Regions from separate parts of the Mus musculus genome. Here region 1 is linked to region 2. The links are chromatin contacts, called in public HiChIP or PLAC-seq maps. All regions are on one chromosome and are shown on one strand. The core of a region is the stretch at or near the end of the contact, and the rest is flanking DNA. Distances in the headings are between cores, read along the strand shown. Region 1 holds the start of Slc22a18 (solute carrier family 22 (organic cation transporter), member 18). Region 2 overlaps R74862 (expressed sequence R74862).

Region 1 (3,131 bases), core at 525-3,024, 450 kb before region 2:
ATGACTCAGCGGTTAAGAGCAGTGACTGTTCTTCCAAAGGTCCTGAGTTCAAATCCCAGCAACCACATGGTGGCTCACAACCACCTGTAACAAATTCTGACACACTCTCTCTTCTGGAGTGTCTGAAGACAGCTACTGTGTACTCACATACAATAAATAAATCTAATATATATATATATATATATATATATATAGAGAGAGAGAGAGAGAGAGAGAGAGAGAGAAAGTTATCCCTGGTTCCACCGTTAGGGCCCCACTGCCTTCGCCCGACATCCCATCAAGGGCCCCGAGCTGCACCCAGGTAGGCATCTTGGGTTCGGGTACCTGCTTTCTCCGGGAGAGAGTGGGTGTATTCCTGCTTTCTCCGGGAGAGAGTGGGTGTATTTCGGGTGGATGAGCCCTCCCAGGTGTTTCTTGATAGAGGCCCTTCCTTAGTGACCCGGAAAGGTCCCACCCCACAATAGCTTGGGTCCTCCCACTTCACCAGGGCTAGTTCTCCCGCCCCGGAGCTCGCTCCACCCACCCTGGGATCTGGGCTAGCCCGCAACACAGTCTCTGAGCATTCATTGGCCAATCAAGACACGCCTCCTGAGGCTCCCCCCCCCCCCCCACGGGGCTTGCGAGGTTCCCAGTGTTAAGCCTCAGCCCTGCCCTGGACTCTGGTTCCAAGGAAGTTGGAATTCTGACCACTCAAGCACCACAGGGTGTTCATTTAGGGTTGGAGAGTGAAGACTAGGAGAAGAAGGAGGAGGAAGAGGAGGGGGTATGGCTCTGGGATCCAGAAGAAGGGAAAGCAGAAGCCAGGAGAGGCACAGTGATACTACACTTGTGTGGGCAGTTCTTGTGCTCCAAATCTCTCTCCACTGACCAAAAGGCTTCTGGAAGCTATAGAAATGCCCCTCCCCCTGTCTGTCCTGTTCTCACATTTCTGGAGGGTCAACACTCTGGCCCTGACCAGTACTATCCATATTCATTCATCTTCAGACAGATTGATCACTGCTAGGAAACCAGACGCTCTTTTACACGCCCACCCCACCTCTCTACCTTGCAGCCGAGTAGGGTCAAGTCACAGGCCACAACATGAAAATCAGATCTCCTTTGCTGCATGCACACCCCAGCTCAGCAGATCAGAAAAGGGAGGAACTGGGACAGGGTGCCCAGGGATGCCCAGTGAGAACATGTCTCAAACTGGGCAGTTAGAGGCATGGCTATTGGCATTCTAACCAATGGATCAGGCCCAAGGCTCTGTCTGTCCCCAGGTATGTGCCGTATGCTTGGGGTAGATTCCACCTTGAAAATTGGGATGGGAGATGTGTTGCAGGTGTGGATGTTAAGTGTTCTCAGTTCCTCTGCCAAGAGGTTGTAGGAACCCATCCCAGCTCCCGGAGGGTTGGAGGAGACCCAGTTAGCCAGGGCTTCCATGAGGGATGAGAGGGAGGCTGATTATGGAAAGGAGAGGACTCTGAGGCCAGGAATCTCAGGACTCCTGGGGTCCAGAGTCCAGGCCCTTCTGAAGTCCATGGGGGTAGAAGTGAGGGATAGTTCCTGTCAGGTCAGCTCCCTGATGGGGTTAATTCTTACCTAGTGTGCAGGTGACATCTTTATTGGTGTCAGGGTTTTGGGGGCAGAGCTTGGGGGTTGAGTAAGACTGCCTCAGGATAGTTTGGGGAAGGCCAAAGGTCCTCCAGCGTTCATAATAAACAGCAATGGGAGCAGGCTACTTACCCACAAGCAGAGCTTGCAGTTGTGGGGGAACCGGCAGGCCAGGCCGAATGATTCTAGCTTTTGTGCTTGTTCTGAACAGGCTCCAGAGGGGTGGGGCACTTCCTGGTTGTGAGGGAGTGTGGTAAAATTGCCCTTCTGGCTAGAGAGGAACAGGGAACCCTAGAACCTGGGATCACCTCCTGAAGAGGAAGTAGCTTTCTCTAGGGATCAATATCACTCACATGAGGCCACTGTTCTGCCAAGGGGACCAACCCAGGCTGCTGTAGGAAGGGCTGATTCTTATCTGGAGCCAGGTTGGGAGGCAGCTTCCCAGTGGGGTCCTAAGGAGAAGCACAATGTATCAGGTGTAGGAAGGGTAAGTCAGGCAGTAAGAACAGTGTGGCAGGGCATAGGGGTGAGCTCAGGCAACTGAGAACACCTGATAGGGCTTAGACTTAGGGGGTCCTGCGGGGTTAGGGGCAAAAATAGAGGGGTGTGAGCATGGCCACAGGTGCAGAGAAAGTGACTACTGTGTGCTGGTGTTCAGGATAGCCCGGAGCTTCCCCAAGAAGAGAGATGCTGCCTATATGATTTCCTGGGCCTAATGATGTGTCTATGAAGCAGGAACCTCCTTCATCCATAACCATTGAGTACCTACTGTGTGCAGGTGACCTATTTAGTGGATATCATTTGTTTATTTTTGCCAATTTCATACATGTATACAATGTATCTTGTTTGTATGCACACTTAACTTTCTCTTCCCATTTCCCCTCTAATAACCTCCAATATACCCCTTTCTTCTTTCATTCTCTCTGTCTCTGTCTCTCTCTATTTCTCCTCTCTCTTTCACTTTAGAGTTCCGTGAGTGCCACTTGTTAGACTGTTGACTGATGCTATTGCCTTGATCTTGTTGAGGTAGCTATGGCTACAGTGAATTCCTTCCCATCCTCTGGCTCTTACAGTCTTTCTGTCCCCTGAACCTTGGAGGTCAGGTTGATGCAGATGCCCCATTTAGGGCTGAGCTGTCCACAGTCACTCATTCAGCACTGAGTTATGAATTTCTTCCTCAACTGTTGCTCACTGCAGAGAAGCTTCCCTGGCTAAGACTAAGAACAGCACTAGCCTTTGTCTACAAACGAACATTTAGAAGGGAGTTTGATGACATTCACTTAGCAAGACAACAGGAGTAGATTCCCTAGAGCCTATGACCGCCCCCCCCCCCCACGCCATATTTTGACTGAGTTCACAGTACCAGGGATGAATTTCCTGCTGTAGAGCAGGACTTGGTCCAAACCAAGAGTGATTGGTTACCCCCAGACCATTTGCACTGAATCTGCACATCTTGCTTGGTGGGTTGGTGTTGTAGCATGCAGGGTTGGCTGCTGGGTAAGACCACGGATGGCTTTTCTCTCCCTGTGGCCTGCTAA
Region 2 (2,905 bases), core at 184-2,683:
TGCTGTATTGTGTATATTTTACAATCTCTATCTCACTTTTCTTCTTTTTTCCCCTCCTGTCCCACCACCATTGTATATGGGATCCTATATTCCTTTCTCCTTCCCTCCTTTGCACTCCCTTTCTGTGGTTTTGTTTTGATGTTGTTGTTTCTTTGTTCATTCATTTGTTTTTGAAGTGGAGTCTTTCTGTTTAGTCTAGCCTGGCCTCAAAATCACAATCCTCTTGCCTCTGCCTCTTTGAGTTTGAATTACACACACACACACACACACACACACACACACACACACACACACACAAACACACACCACCTTGTTCTGAGTGTTTGCTAATTTTTATCAACTTTATACAAACCTAGACATATTTGGGAAGAGGGAAGGAATTTCAGCCGAGGAGTTGCTTGCATCAGATTGTTCTGTAGGCAAGTCTGTGAGGGCATTTTCTTGATTAGTGATGACTCGGGGAGGGCTCAGCCTCCTGTGGGTGGAGCTCCCTCTGGGCTGTATAAGGAAGGAGGCTGTGCAAACCATGAGGTACCAACTAGTCAGCAGTGTGCCTATGTGGTTTCTGTTTGAGTCTCTGCCTCCAGGTTCCTGTTCTGCTTGAATTCCTGCATTGGCTTTCATTAATGATGTATTGTTACCTGGAAGTATAAGTCAAATAAATCCTATCCTCCCTGAATTGGTTTCAGTGTCTAATCACCAGACTAGGGCACTCTGCATATTTGTGCTTCCTTTCCTGTAGATTTCATAGGGCGAAGTACAGTGAGATATAGAAGCACTACAACCAAAGAAACACTTGCCAGCAGAGACCCTGGACTTCTATCCGGGGAACCAAATACTTGTGACACTGGAGAATCTCCCTAGGGAGAAACCCTGTGTGTTTGCAGATGTGGAGTGCCTTATTCAAAGAGAGAGTCCTCTTATTTGGGGAAGTGAATGTGTGGGAAGGAGGAGGCGTGAGCATCAGAAACACAAAGAAGGTTTAACAGGCCTTTCCCATGTGTTGGAAACAAATTGCAGGATGGCTCTGATTTGGGGGACCCTCTCTTGCTGGGTCTGGGTATAAGATGAGGTAGGTTCCTTCCTCAGGGGAAGTTTTCTTACGGGCTGCATTTGGGGCCTCAGTCTTGATTAGGTCAATGTGTCTCCTTGGGACTTAGCAGCTTGCACAAATTGTGTGAATATTTGAGAGTATTCAAGTACAGGTGACAGTCTTCATAGGGGTGGGTGAACCATCAGTGACAGTAACTACAGGAGGCAGGAGTTTTAGATTTTACCCCCACCATGCTCTGTGACAATCCCTCAGTATGTGGTCATGAGGCTACTGTAAACATGCTAAGAGTTCTCTTACCATGCAAAATGGATGAACCATGTGGATCCTATGCTGAGATAGCCACTCCCAGGGGATCCTTGAACTCACCAAATCTACAGAAAGCAGGGCGGGAGCCAGGAGCTGGGGAGGAAGCAGGGAGTCAGTGCTGAAAGGGGACCGAGTTTCAGTATGAGAAGATGGAAAGTTCTGGAGGCAGATGGTGGGGGCGGATGTTAATTCTGCTGAGCTGTGCACTTGAATGTGGTCAAATGGTCAGTGTCAGGCACAGTGCATTTTACCAGCATTAGAAGAAAGAATTCTTGTTCAGACAAGGAGATCATCATGTGGCCCTTTAAGAGCTTCACCAGATGGTGGGAGCCAGAGAATGAGCAGCATACAGGAAGGCTCAGCCAGCCCTATGGGGATGGAGCAGAGTGAACCAGAGTCACAGAGCAGAAAGCAGTCACCAAGGAGAGAAGGGCCACAAGCCCACAGCTGCAATAAATTAGCTTCTTCCAGCAGCCAGAGTGAGCCCAGATGGGGGAATCTTCTAGAAGCCTCTAAGTAAGGCCCAGCTAACATGTCCTCTTGCCTCATGGCCTCTTGGCCTCATGAGAGGTTGAGTGGAGAACCTGCCCTCCATCTGGGCTCTGACCCACAATCAAACCTAGTGGATGGTTGCTACTTTGTTACTGTTATGAGAACACACATACACACACCATATGTATATCACACACACACACATACATACACACTACACATATGTATGTACACTGCACATACATACCACATACACACCCACACATACATACACAATATACCATATAGCACACACCTACTCACACACTGTGCATATAACACCACATACACACTACACACATACAGACATCATACACATACCACACCACCACACATGCACCCAGACACACCACACACACACATACACACACTACACTTATACACCACACACACATATATACATACACTACATACACAGACACACCATACACACATACACACATACCATATACACACCACATGCATTCATACACACACCACATACATACATACACCACACATACATACACACTACACATATACAACCACACACATACATACTGCACACCACATATACACATACATCACACAGACATACACACCATATATACCACACATATACACAAACACACACCACATACACACACACACACACACACACAAACATACACTCATTGCTATAGGCATGCCCCCCCACTAGGGAAGTGTTCAGGGGCTGGATTTCTTGGAAGTGATTAGATTGTGAGAACTGTGACCTAACCAGTGGATTAATTCATGGAGGGGTCATAATGCAATGATATTTTAAAAAGAAGACTAGAAGGAGAGGCCAACTTTGAGGAAGAGGTCACTGGGCTGTGCCTTTGAGAAGGGATACCCTTCTCCCTTGGCCCTTCTCTCTGAATATGGTCCTATTGTGGGGCCTGTAGGAAGTGGGGTCTGGCTGACAGAAGTAGATCAGAAGGGTGGGCTTTTGAAGGTTAACCTACCCCTCGTTCCGTTCTACCTGTTCTCTGCACTACTTTTCTCTGGGGAACA

What was found. HiChIP or PLAC-seq counts read pairs in DNA pulled down with a chosen protein or histone mark.
Region 1: an H3K27ac HiChIP or PLAC-seq map of microglia shows a contact between it and region 2, with 5 times the contacts expected there. The contact joins the promoter of Slc22a18 here to the enhancer-like site in region 2. A contact is called at or near these places in 1 of 39 promoter capture datasets (macrophages), 9 of 484 Hi-C or Micro-C datasets (the AtT-20 cell line, LSK cells, the N1E-115 cell line and 6 more), 5 of 115 datasets of contacts at active chromatin or transcription factors (bone marrow-derived macrophages, fibro-adipogenic progenitors, microglia and 1 more) and 4 of 9 other capture datasets (adipose tissue, embryonic stem cells, liver and 1 more).

What each region holds. Positions count from the first base shown.
Region 1 is chr7:143,472,432-143,475,562 of GRCm38.p6, reverse strand. It overlaps Slc22a18 (solute carrier family 22 (organic cation transporter), member 18), which reads right to left and starts at 1,774. Exons shown (of 11, transcript NM_008767.3): 1 at 1,726-1,774.
Region 2 is chr7:143,019,554-143,022,458 of GRCm38.p6, reverse strand. It overlaps R74862 (expressed sequence R74862), which reads left to right. Exons shown (of 5, transcript NR_110354.1): 5 at 1-675. Among named protein-coding and RNA genes, the nearest start is that of Tspan32, 15 kb to the right of the region's middle. Within about 2 kb of position 1,433, at least 38 of the 459 cell types and tissues checked have an H3K27ac peak or open chromatin away from gene starts, as enhancers often do. A contact at or near this core is called in adipose tissue, bone marrow-derived macrophages, microglia and 1 more, where this site is marked.